Regions from separate parts of the Mus musculus genome. Here regions 1 and 3 are each linked to region 2. A link is a contact called in public Hi-C data. All regions are on one chromosome and are shown on one strand. The core of a region is the stretch at or near the end of the contact, and the rest is flanking DNA. Distances in the headings are between cores, read along the strand shown. Region 1 has its middle 41 kb from the start of Gm32677. Region 2 has its middle 35 kb from the start of Gm32457. Region 3 has its middle 20 kb from the start of Gm32677.

Region 1 (4,337 bases), core at 1,109-3,608, 330 kb before region 2:
TTTTGTTTGTTTGCTTGTTTTGTTTTGTTTTCATGGGCTGGTTTCCAAAAGGAAATTGTTTACTGCAAATAATAAAAAATAAATAGAGTTCTCTCTACAGTTTATAAGATGTGGGAGAATAGATTGCCCCAGCCTTTACAAAGCCCTTTCTGTTTTGAAGGGCAGATAGACCCCGATGACACACCTTTCACGTAGCCCGTGGAACCCCCACATTTGAGCAGAACAGAGTAGCAACAAGCCGTTGACTCTCCAGACGGCTTGAAAAGTCTTTACAGTGTGATGGGGGGCAGGGGGGGGGCGGGACTAGTGTGTGCTGATTGAGAACTGGGAGAAGATTTGAAAATGTATTTCTGCAAGCAAAATATGCAGCTGTATGCTGAATATGTGTGTGCCTCTGGAGACGGCTGTAATAGCACACAACTGTGTACACGTACTCACCATGGCTGTGACATACCGGTTACAATGGCTCTAGTGGTAAGCTTTATTTTCCCACAACTGTGTCACTATCAACAACAACAACAACAGCAAGAGAAAACTGTAGGAAAGTTTCAAATCAGCACTACGAGGCCTGAACTTGTAAATTTGACACACTCGGGAAGGAACCTCAGTTGAAGAGCTGCCTCCATCCCCTTGGCCTGTCGGCATGTTTGTGGGGGCATTTTCTTGATGGCAAATTATGGAAGAGAGCCTAGCCCACTGTGGGCAACACCATCCCTAGACAGATGAGACTGGGCTGTATAGGAAAAGAATCTAAGCATGAACCTGGGTGGAAGGCAGTAAGCAGCATCCCTCCATAGTCTCTCTCTGCAAAGGTTCCTGCTTGAATTTACCCAGTGACGGAATGTGCAGTGGAAGTGTGAGACGATCAAACCCTTTCCTCGCCCAAGTCGCGTCTGGTCATGGTGTTTATCACAGCCACAGAAAGCAAATGAGGGCAAGCACATGCAAGCTCATTCACCGTGTTCTATCTGTTCTTGCTATGAGCCTGTCCGTACTTCCAGAGACACCAACAGGCCAGACAGGAAGGCTGGCTGGCCTGGTCTTCTAGTCTCAGTGCCAACACCCAGATCAGTACCATCTCTGCTTGATATCACGTGGACACTTCAAACACCAGTTGCACAACTGAATGATTGTCCTACCGTGTCTGCTTTTCCTCTCCTATGCAGACATGGCCACCACAGTCCCAAAGACGGCATGGCTTCTCTTAGTTACACAGTCCCAAAGACGGCATGGCTTCTCCTCTGTTCGGCAATGACATGAGTATTATATCACGTTCCTGGTCAAAATACTGATATGGGAGCCAGGGAGATAGCTCAGCAGGTAAAGGCACTTGCTAAGAGGCGTGACGACACAATTTCTATTTCTAAGACCCATATAGTAGAAGACTGGCCTTCACAAGTGGCCTTCACATGCGTAAATTCATATGCAGTAAACAAGTATTAACAAAAAGCAACAAAATACAATATTGAATTGGGAAAGCCAATATTTTAATGCAGCTATAGTCCAAATTGTAGTAGGATTTTTTAGGTAATTTAATGATCTGTTTCTAATATTTTTGAAATATTAATAGCACAAAGTGGATATTTTTTGCTATTAATATTAATACTTTGGTCTTGCTTCACTCACAGTTTATTTATTTCGATCCAAATCAGCATAGAGTACCTGACGTGGACCCAGAGATTGACAGATTGAAATAAGGAATGCAGCCAGGTAGATAAACAAACCATTTATGTCAGTCTTTGCCTTGTCTCCTCTCCAGTCATCGCCTGCTCGTCCCCCTCAAACATAGATGAGGTATTTCTTGGGCACTTGAAACTCTTCAAGAGTAAATAGAGAAGCCGAGCGTCATGGCATGCACCTGTAATTCCGGCATCTCAGAGGCTGACTCAGGAGGACTGTGAGTTATAGGCTAGCTTGGCCTATACAGTAAGATAATATCTAAAGAAAAAAAGAACAGAATTTTTGTCTTTGGGGGTCATTCAATGTTGTTTTTTCATGTGTAAGCTCCCAAGTGGCCTAAACTGTAAAATGTTCACCAAATACCTTTTGCTTTTATTTCATCTATGTTTTGCTATAAGTTATTTTTAATTTAATAAACCTCCATGTCAGAACATATAGTTGTCAGCAAACCAAAAGGAGCTGTGAAGAGGCTGTGACTGGGCTTGTCTGCCTTGCTCCTTAGGGCTATTTAGATTCAGGGACAAGGTCAGCTTCCTTCCACAAAGCCCAGTTCAGGCAGCAGCCAGTGTTTCTTGAATAAATGATCTTTAAGCTGTTCAACAACTGCACCCACAGAGAGAAGGTTCCAGAAGGGCAGGCACCAGAGGCGTGCCACAGGCTTCCCTTTGCCCTGCTTTCTACACCGGTTTTCACCAGTGATTCAGTGAATTTGCTTACGTCACCCTCGAGATTTTGTGAATGGTGACAGTCTGGAAGAAATAAATAATGAGCTTGCAGGCACACAAGGATGAATGAATGCTCTCAGAGCCTGATGCCAGAAGAGGAAAGGGAAGAGGAGGAGGAAACAGACTTTATGAAGGTGAATTTTCGTACAGATTAACATGAAAAGCAGAAATCCAGGCTGGAGAGATGGCTCAGCGGTTAAGAGCACTGACTGCTCTTCTGAAGATCTGGAGTTCAAATCCCAGCGACCACATGGTGGCTCACAACCATCCGTAATGAGATCCGACACCCTCTTCTGGTGCATCTGGAGACAGCTATGATGTACTTATGTGTAATAATAAATCAATCTTTGGGCTGGAGCGATCAGGGACTGAGCGAGCGGGTTCGACCAGAGAGAGCAGAGGTCCTAAAAACTCAACTCCCAACAACCACATGGAGGTGGCCCACAATCATCTGTACATCTATAGTGTACTCATATACATAAAATAAAATAAATAAATCTTTAAAAAAAAAGAAAAGCATGAATCCACCCCATTCCCCCACCCCCACCCCTATCTCACACACAGCTCTGCTGGGTAAAGGTGGACAAGCATAGGACAGAGGCAGACTTCTGAGAACAAAGTTTAGAAACCCAACAGCAGGATGTCCATGTCTACAAAGTTACACCATTACAAATTTAGTAACAATTGCTTGGATTAAGACTGCTTAATATGTGACTCCCATTCTGGATTTCCATGAAACCTGTTGGGCTGTGTCATCTTCTCCTTGAGGGGAATATATATCGTGTGCCATCGAACAGTGAGCTCTATGAATCATGAGAAAATGAAATCTTGCCTAAGCTTCACAGAAGCATGTAAGGACTCGACCGGGGGTAGAACCGGCCTGGAACTTGGCAGTCAGTCTTCCCCATGACTAGGAGACTGGCATAGTTGTGGCTAAATGCCGATCAGTAGTCAAGCGCTTCTCCTGTTTGTATACTCCAAGTGTCTTCTAGAAGATTCTCGAATGCTAAGACATACCATACAGGGATTGTTCCAACAAATAACTTCTCCTTGAGCACTTCCCTCAACACCACTGTCAGTTCCCTGCATGTAGGTCAGAAACAGCACAGGAGGCTTCCCGGTGACAAGGACCCGGACAGTCTGCCTCCCTTTGTCTTTCTGCCTTCAGTTTTTCTCTTCCTTTATGTGCGTTATTCCTCTCTATCAATGCCAGGGCATCCACTGAAGCAATGTAAACAAATTAAACCTCAGACTCATTAGAAAACAAGTTGGAGCAGTCGGCCAATGGTATGGACTTTACAATATACCGTGGCTATTATTCATAAGCGATGACAAGCCCAAAAATGTGGCCTCTTTAAACACGTAGGTACCAGTCTACAAGCCTCACACTGCCATACTGCTTCCTGAAGAGATTTCCACACACACGCCCCCCTCTGCTGCATGGCAGATGCTAGAGAGGCAGCCTACAATTATGCCTCAGTAAATTAAATTCATGCGCATGAAATGGTTTCGAAACCATCGCCAGATTCCAGAGATCTGTTTGCTATACTTGACACAAAGTTGACCAGCTTCAACTTGACTTTAAAAAAAAAAATCCAAGTGCAGGCTCACTGACTGGTGTGTTTATATCACAAAATGCCAGCAGCCTCGTGTGCCACAAATAATTAACGTTTGGACAGAAAGCGCAGTGCTAGAGAATAAAAATTTCCACTCCTACTTTCTCCCTTAATAAGGAAGCACATTTTCAAGCTTCTTAAATACAACAGAGTGTCAGCTGGCCTCGACTTTCTCCTTGGTTCAACCATCCTTCCATGGCTTTCCTGAGAACCCAAGCCTCCAACAAGCCGCTGGCCATTCGGAGTAGACGAGACAGGGAGAGCTGTCGAGAGAGGAGGTGGTACATTCCACAAACAACCTCAGCTCTGTAAGAGT
Region 2 (3,930 bases), core at 259-2,758:
ACAGAGCGTACCGATCCGACCCCGGCCTGCCCCGGGCCTCCCTTTTGGAGCACAGTCCCCAGGTAAAGGGGACAGAAGTAGAGCTTTGTTCTTAGGTTAAGAGAGCAATAGGACACAGCAGTGCGTCTGGACCACCAGCATCGCACAGGGCGTCTGGAGCCATCTTCAGAATCTCTTCTTTTGGAGAGACTCAGTGGACGTCTCTCAGTGAGCTCAGTGCTCCGGTGTCCTGGGCGGTGGAGAGCAGAGCGGTATGCGAGTGTGTGTCTGCAGGCACGTGTGTGTAGGAGTCCCCACAAGACCTTGTCTTGGGGACAGTGTATGTGGCAGGGATTGTGGTTCAGATTTGACTCACACTGAGTAGGAGGCCTTTATCATTTTAAAAGCAAAGTGAGCTTGGGCTTCCTGCGTTTTCTGACTCAGCGTCCTCATCTATGGATAAGGAATGAAGCAGCTGGTCTCCCCATGGAGCAGTTGAAGGGAATAAAGGGGGCTGGATTGTCTGTTGTGAATTGCCTAGTCCAGTGCGTGTGTCACACAGTAGGTCCACAGTGAAGGTCACCCTGTTACTACCACAATGACTTCAAGTGTGGGCCCAGAGCCCTTGTTTCTTCTGAGCTAACGGGAAAAGGTAACGAGAGAACGCTACCCAGCAAATACTAAGCCACTGTTTAGAACAGATTGCTGTTTTGTTTTGTTTTTTTTTTTTAAAGGCTGGGTAAAAGCTCAAATCCCATTGTCCTTAGAGTTCAAAGGCAGCCCAAGCTCTTGTGCGTTCTGTCCCAGGAGGCCAAGGCTCAGCTGCCCCAGAGAATCCGTGACAACGCCATTGTATGAAAGGCAGGCACGCTGCGTGTTTTAAAGAAGAGTTACTTTCACACAGGCAACTGCTTTCGACGGATGCCAAGAACAGTAAAAGCTGGGTTCTGACGGGTGAAGCGTGCCCTCAGCAAGGGCTCTTGGCAGAGGACCGGCAGTGTTGCGCCATGACATCAGAAGCTGTTGGGCTGTGTGAGCAATGCCAGAGAGCAAAAGATCCAGTGAAAACGAGGGCTATTTGAAGTTTTCCAGGCCTGAACAAGTGTGGGGAAAAAATCCCCTATGCCGAGGACAGCTGGTTTCCTTAGCACCCAGCACGAGGACCAGATCTAACCTTCTTTCCATATTAATCCATTGCCTGTATGAATTTGCAGATTCTGGGGGGGGGGTGTAATTTGAGAGGTACTACTTGGCTCACAAACGGCCCCTCACCCATAACAAGAAACTATGTATATTGTAATTGCTTCACTATGATGTAAACGGCAAGCCCCAGCGTGTCAGCCTTGTTCTGGATGGCGTTGGATGCTTGAGCAGTTTTGCCTTGTTGCCTTATTTTATTTTATTTTATTTTTTTTAAAATTGTTTTTGGCATCTGTCCAGCAGTACTTAGCCACAGTCTCCTGCCCCCAGCTCGCAGGCCCTGAACCCATTTAGCCTGTTAACCAAGCCTGTTGAGTAATCAGGGCAGGAACATAGAAACCTTACTCACCTTCCTGAAACCTTTCCCTAATTGGGCAATCAATTTGTGTCCTTCCAGTCCCGACAAGAGAGGTACACGCTCTTGGCTTTCCAGGAGCATGGGATTAAGATAGCAGTTCATTTATCTGGGTTCTGGCAGCTTTCTTACACACACACACACACACACACACACACACACACACACACAAATCCTCACATCCTTCCTCAGGCCTTACTTTTCTTGATTCTTGAGTAAGTAAAAGTGTAAAAACATCATCTAAAAACCACCCATGTACATTAAAAAAAATCCCACCAAGCCGGGCGTGGTGGCGCATGCCTTTAATCCCAGCACTCGGGAGGCAGAGGCAGGCGGATTTCTGAGTTTGAGGCCAGCCTGGTCTACAAAGTGAGTTCCAGGACAGCCAGGGCTATAAAGAGAAACCCTGTCTTGAAAAACCAAAAAAAAAAAAAAAAATCCCACCAACAAAAAAGCCCTTCTCAAACTTAAGAGAGGTGCCATTTCAAATCTATAAATAGGTCTAAAATTAAAAAAAAAAATAGCAGGCCCCGATAAGGGGGAATGGATGCCTCCAACGTTGCTGGTAGGAGCACAAAATGTATAGCAAGTTTAGAACACATCTCAAATGACTGAGCATGGGCTCCCTACGAGACCCAGCAGTGCCCCATCTCTGTATGTCAGAGAAACAAAAACACGTGCACGAATGTCTCCAGCAATGCTATTCACACCCGAGTGGACACACTCCCAATGCCCATCCAATGGGTTGCTACATGGCCATAATAGAAAGGAAGTGTTGACTCTCTAGAGTGGATGAACCCTGAAATCACCACAGCCTTCACTCATGCCAAGTGGAAAAAGACAGTCAAAAGGCCACAGACAATACGGAACCATTTACACAGCATGTCTAGAACTGGCCAGCTTGCAGAGACGGCAGGCTAGGCTGATGGCTGCTAAAATCTGAGAAGGTGAGTGGTATTGACTGCTTTCTGGGTCGAAGCTTCCTTCTGGGGTGATGAAAGGGTTTAAAGATGGCTACGCTCAGCTGAGAGCGCAATGGAGGAGTTTTGCCCTTCCTGTTCCAAGCTTTTCAACGCCAGCGATTTACAGCTAGGTGCTCAGGCAAAGACTTACAGCTGTCAGTCGGGAACTTAGGTGGTGGCACCGGTCTTTAAACCTTCCACCCGGAAGGCAAGGCTGGAGGATCTCTGAGTTCGAGGCCAGCCTGGTCTACAAATCGAGTCCAGGACAGGCAGGGCTACACAGAGAAACCCTGTCTCGGTAAACAAAGCAAAACCAAACGAAACGATTCAGGCCAATGCTAATACGTAAAGGCAGAGTAAACCAGGGGCTCTTCCAACCATCCAATGTATTCCTTTAGGGTGGAGCAAGTGGTGCTAGCTATGATCAGGACTCTCTCTGATCAGGCATTTTCCTACCTGGTTACATACAACAGTTCTCCGTCAAAAGCTTTTCCTCACTAGTACGACACCTTCTGACTGAATCAAAACAGTACACCTGGATTTCTTATGTGAGTGTTCGGCGTTTGTTAGAGACATGTGCATACTTACTTCCGTCCACTTTCGCAGTTCAGGCACGATCCTATTAGGTGCTAGAATCTGCACAGCTTGGATGTGGAGGGGAAGCCCACCTCTGCAGCTGTGCGGAGGGAATCACCCAAGCGGGGGTGGGAGCAGGGGGGTTATGACAATCAGCTCTGTTGGGACGGATCACATGTCCTGTGAGAATTCCCTCACCCGTGCTCCTGCATGCAAGCCAAGCAAACTCATTGTGGTAGCCCGAGCTAGATTTGGAGGGATTTGCTACTTTGGCCTGAAGTTGGTGCCCTATAAGGATGGATAGATATTTGATCACATCTTCCCAGGAAAATTCACACAATGTGGTACGTGCTTCTACTAGGCTAGGTAATTCTCTGGTCTCCTACTCCAATTGTGTGGCCCTGAGAGTTGCGTCCGAGGAACACTTTGACACCTTCTCAGAACTCAAGCTTGAATGATCTTGCAGAACGAGAAGAACAAAACGTTCTGTTCACTATTAAACGTTTTTGCGTTTTTGGCTCATCTTAGATGATGACTTCTTTTGATTTGGGCTGCTAAGGTTGGTTTTCTTTGAGTGTGAATGTCGTGTGCGATGCAAACTCGACAGTTTCACTTGATGGTTAATCTCTGAGACGGTGCAATGCCTTTCTCACTAGGGTTCTGCAGCAGGTGGGTTGTTTGTTTGTTTGTTTGTTTGTTTTGCTGTTTTGTGTCTGTTGGCAAAACTTGAATCAGAATCATGTTCAAACACAACTGGTTAGCAGTGGGAGTAAAAGGACCTTTATCATTTCTGGAACATCAGATTTGATTTTAGTTTTTGTAAGTACATGAGAAAACAAAACAAAACAGAAAACCCCA
Region 3 (4,019 bases), core at 1,062-3,561, 310 kb before region 2:
ATTTTCCAACAATATTCCATAATGGTTAACCCCATGTAGTCTGTACTTCTTTTCCCTTCTCCCTGATAACAGAAATTTCATCCGTTCCTTGTCCTGTGCACAAGACCAGACCCAAGACAGGGACTCTTTGTGGACAAATGACTAGTGACGGTTTGCACGCGCCTCTTCTTTGGAATAAGAGGTTACATTTTGTAAAGGAAAGGATGAATTTTTGATGTAGCTCCTTGGGCTTCAAAATATATAATATATATAAGAAAGCTAAATCCAGAGGGAAAGTCACTTAGGGCCTCAAAAATCCTGCCAAGGCTCCATACCCACTCACAGGTGATGACTGGGAGAGGCTATGTTTACAGATTGGCATAAACATACAGAGGAAAGGCATGTGCAAAGCACTCTGCAGACTGCCACAGACGTAACACAGGCTTGAAAATTCCCCAATCCTAATCCATGCTGTGCGCTCTTTTAAAAAATTGTTTGTCCCTCTCCTGTTCAACAGTGAATTTCTTTGAGTGAGACACTGTGTGTCTGCTTCCTAATATTATCTAGTTGCTCAGAGTAGGCACATGCCTTAGACATTGTTTCTCCTTTTTCTCTAGAGTGGATGTGATCTTCAGTCTGATGACCTTGTCCAATGGACACAGCCGTGGTCAATCTTCCCTCCCTGTCTCTGCTGTAATCACTCAGGCCCATATCGTGTTTTCCCTTAAAATAGCATTAAAGCCTTTTAACTCTGCTCTTATCTCCTCCTTCGATCCCTACCATCCAGCAGGTTCCCCATTGATGTGGATTTTCTAAAACAGAAATATGCCCCTGTGCTGCCCTAAATAGTTTCAATAGTTTCTTCAGGGGCTGAACCATTACTTTCTGAACCTTATCCAGCTCCTTTAGCACAGTGTTCAGGGCTTAGCACCACAGTCTCACCAGTCCCTCCCAGCTTTCATTCACTTTCTCCTTCCAGAACAATCCACCTTGAAAGCTGCCCTCCTGCGTGTGTATCATTGCCCATAGTACTCCCACATATCCCATAGTGCTCCCACTTTGTCTATAGTACTCCCATACTTCCCATAGTGCTCTCACAAGTCCCATAGTGCTTCCACATTGCTCATAGTGCTCTCACATTGCTCATAGTGCTCCCATACTGCCCATAGTGCACCCACGTTGTTCATAGTGCTTATACACACACACACACACACACACACACACACACACACACACACACACACACACACACATGCTTCTAATCCAAATGAAGACCCATGTGTCCTGGGTGAACTTGACAGGCCATGTGAGAAACCACTCCCATCTTCACCATTTATTGGGGAGTCTAACCATGGCTCGTTCTTTGGTCTCTTCAGCCATCACACTGCTGATTCTGTAGACTATCTTGGCTCTACTCTGTTAAAATAAGGTGAGCCACTCACAGGTATGAGCTGGAGGAAGTTTCCCATTTGTAATAATCTTGAAACTGTGAACGCATGTTAACAGTAGCGGCCCAATATTAAGTAGTAGACAACAGAAGTCACATTTTATGGGTTTTAAAAGTACATCATTCAAGCCAGATAAGGTGGGTCAACTCTGTGATTCCAGAACTCAAATGGTTGAGACAGAGGGATTGCCAAAAGTTCTAAGCCAGCCTGTGCTATGTACTGAGTTCTTACCAGCCTGGGCTAAGACTGAAGCCATGTTTCAAAAATAAATAAAAAATCAAAGTACAACCGCAGAAGTTCATCATTCATGTGCTGGGAGAAAGTCAGACAGAGAAGGATAGAACTATCCTTGGGCCACATGCCTAAGAGGCAGAGTCAGAAATCTAAGCTGTCGGGAGCCAGCACTCCTCACCTGCCATTCCAATGGGTAACTGCTATCTAGAAGCCTTAGATGCTGGGAAATATTTGGAGTAACATACCAGCTTGTTTCAAAGGCCTTTCTATGCTACACCAGCAGCAACCCCAATAGAGGGACGAGGTAGGTAAGTATGTTGGTAGATTCCAGTTAAACCAAACAGCATTCAAGGCAGGATAAAGTGATGCCTAACACTGAGGTAAATGAGGTAGGAGAGGGAGGTGTAGCTGGCGACGAGGACCCCTTCTGTGACAAGGGGATATTTGAGACCATTTGCTCCTTACCAGGGTCTTAGTGCTTAGCTCCCAGGATCACTCTGCTGCTCCCATTAGAATTTCCATTCTATTAATAATGTTGACCTAAGTCCCAGCACCTGTTAGGACGTTATCTCACAGTCAAAGTAAAAGAGTCTGGCTTACCCCTCCCACCGGCTTCATTTCTGCAACATTGTTGCCTTTAAATGTTTGTTTTTCCTTGTCTGCCTGTTACCCTTGACCTGGTTGGATTGCTAGAGGGGATCTGCCCCAGCACTCCCTGTTCAGAGTCTCAGCCACAGAAATGGCGAAGGTGAGAGCAAAAACAGAAAAAAATAGCTCCTGGATTTAACAGCACCCTCCCTTCCTTCCTTCTTTTGAGGACAAAGGAATCTTTAGTCAAAATGTGTCTTTAGGGCTTGGTTGTCAAACATATTTGTAAAACTACAACTAAATGTATGTATCAAGTCCAGGTTTTTAGTGAAATTGAACCTTCTCATTTGCCCTGTTGGAGAATTCCTTTAGAAATGCCTTCCTTAAATCCCAGTTAGAGTGGGTTTAACACAAGTTCACGCTGTTGGGGCTGGAGAGATAGTTCAGTGGTTAAGAGAACTGGCTGTTCTTCCAAAGAACTTGGGTTCAAGTCTCAGCACCCACATGGCAGCTCACAGCTGTCAGTAACTCCAGGGGATCCGACATCCTCACACAGACATACATGCAAGCAAAACACCAATGTGCATAAAGTAAAATCAAGTTCACATTGTTATTAGCCTTATGTTGGTGAGATGTTCAAATGGGCTAATAATAACCTGAAAGCTTTTGGCCTGAATGTAGAAAAATAACATGTGTACACAAAGAAACCAAAAACTGCTCCGTGTCTGACTTCCCTTGTCTTAATAGGTTTTCCTGGCTTTCTGAGGCTTTGAATTATATCATAAGACCTAAATGTACGCCTGTAATCCCATCACACTAGAGGCAGAAACATGAGGATTATGAGTTTAAGGCCATCCTTGCCTACACAGCAAGTTCAAGGCCAGCCTTGTAACCACACAAGACCCAGTCTTAAAAAAAAAAAAAAAGAGCCAACTGAACATCTTAGACCTGTGCTCAGTGTAGACACAGCATTTACGCAGCCCCGTCCCACTCCACAGCGAAGGGAGCAGTGTGTGCTTACATGTGGTACAGTCACAGTGGTGATCTGCTCTCCTTACCCATGAGTCTCTGCACGCCTCCCTCCAGCGCAGCAGCTTCAGGATGTCTAGAGTCATCTGTCAATCACCAAAGTCTAGTCAGGCCCTTTTCTGGGTCAGAACTGCCCCCATGAGTGAGGGTGAGGGTCTATCAGTGACACCATTGAGCATTACCCCCTATGACCCCTCACACCCTACCCACAAGCTCCTCCTTAGGACTGTGCCCTTTGCCCAGGCTACCCCCTTCCGTGACTACTTCTCCCACTGTCCTCTAGGCAAATATCTCTATTTGCTCTTTAATTACAACTCGAACATCCACCATCTTGGCTCTGTTACCCCTCCACAGCACCCCCTTCACCTGGAATTGCACCACTCTCTGCCTGCTGTAACTGTGGCATTTTTACACAACACTGAGCTATCCGTTGGCATAGCCTCAGCACCCCATACTCTGGAGTCCTAGAGACCATGACTGTTTCTGTTTCATATGTGGTGGTTTGAATGAGAATGACTCATAGATTCAAATGCTTGGTCCCAGGTAGTGGCACTATTTGAAAGGATTAGGAGGTGTGGCCTTGTTGGAGGAAGTGTGTCATTGGAGGTGGGCTTTGAAGTTTCAGAAGTCCGTGCCAAACCCAAAGTCTCTCTGCTTGTGGATCAGAATGTAGCTCTCAGCGACTTCTCCAGCATCATGTTTGCCTGTGTGCTGTCATGTTCCCCACCATGACATCAATGG

Evidence for each region. Hi-C and Micro-C count contacts between places; a contact is called where the count stands out from the background.
Region 1: a Hi-C map of epidermal suprabasal cells shows a contact between it and region 2, with 4 times the contacts expected there. The contact joins two enhancer-like sites. A contact is called at or near these places in 3 of 484 Hi-C or Micro-C datasets (CD4 T cells, epidermal suprabasal cells and gonadal supporting cells).
Region 3: a contact with region 2 is called in a Hi-C map of liver, with 1.9 times the contacts expected there. The contact joins two enhancer-like sites. A contact is called at or near these places in 1 of 15 datasets of contacts at CTCF or cohesin (pro-B cells), 7 of 484 Hi-C or Micro-C datasets (CD4 T cells, ECoMG myeloid progenitors, Sertoli cells and 3 more) and 2 of 115 datasets of contacts at active chromatin or transcription factors (embryonic stem cells and large pre-B cells).

The regions. Positions count from the first base shown.
Region 1 is chr15:96,877,007-96,881,343 of GRCm38.p6, reverse strand. No RefSeq gene overlaps it. Among named protein-coding and RNA genes, the nearest start is that of Gm32677, 41 kb to the right of the region's middle. Within about 2 kb of position 2,358, at least 21 of the 459 cell types and tissues checked have an H3K27ac peak or open chromatin away from gene starts, as enhancers often do. A contact at or near this core is called in epidermal suprabasal cells, where this site is marked.
Region 2 is chr15:96,545,014-96,548,943 of GRCm38.p6, reverse strand. No RefSeq gene overlaps it. Among named protein-coding and RNA genes, the nearest start is that of Gm32457, 35 kb to the left of the region's middle. Within about 2 kb of position 1,508, at least 74 of the 459 cell types and tissues checked have an H3K27ac peak or open chromatin away from gene starts, as enhancers often do. A contact at or near this core is called in epidermal suprabasal cells and liver, where this site is marked.
Region 3 is chr15:96,856,228-96,860,246 of GRCm38.p6, reverse strand. No RefSeq gene overlaps it. Among named protein-coding and RNA genes, the nearest start is that of Gm32677, 20 kb to the right of the region's middle. Within about 2 kb of position 2,311, at least 10 of the 459 cell types and tissues checked have an H3K27ac peak or open chromatin away from gene starts, as enhancers often do. A contact at or near this core is called in liver, where this site is marked.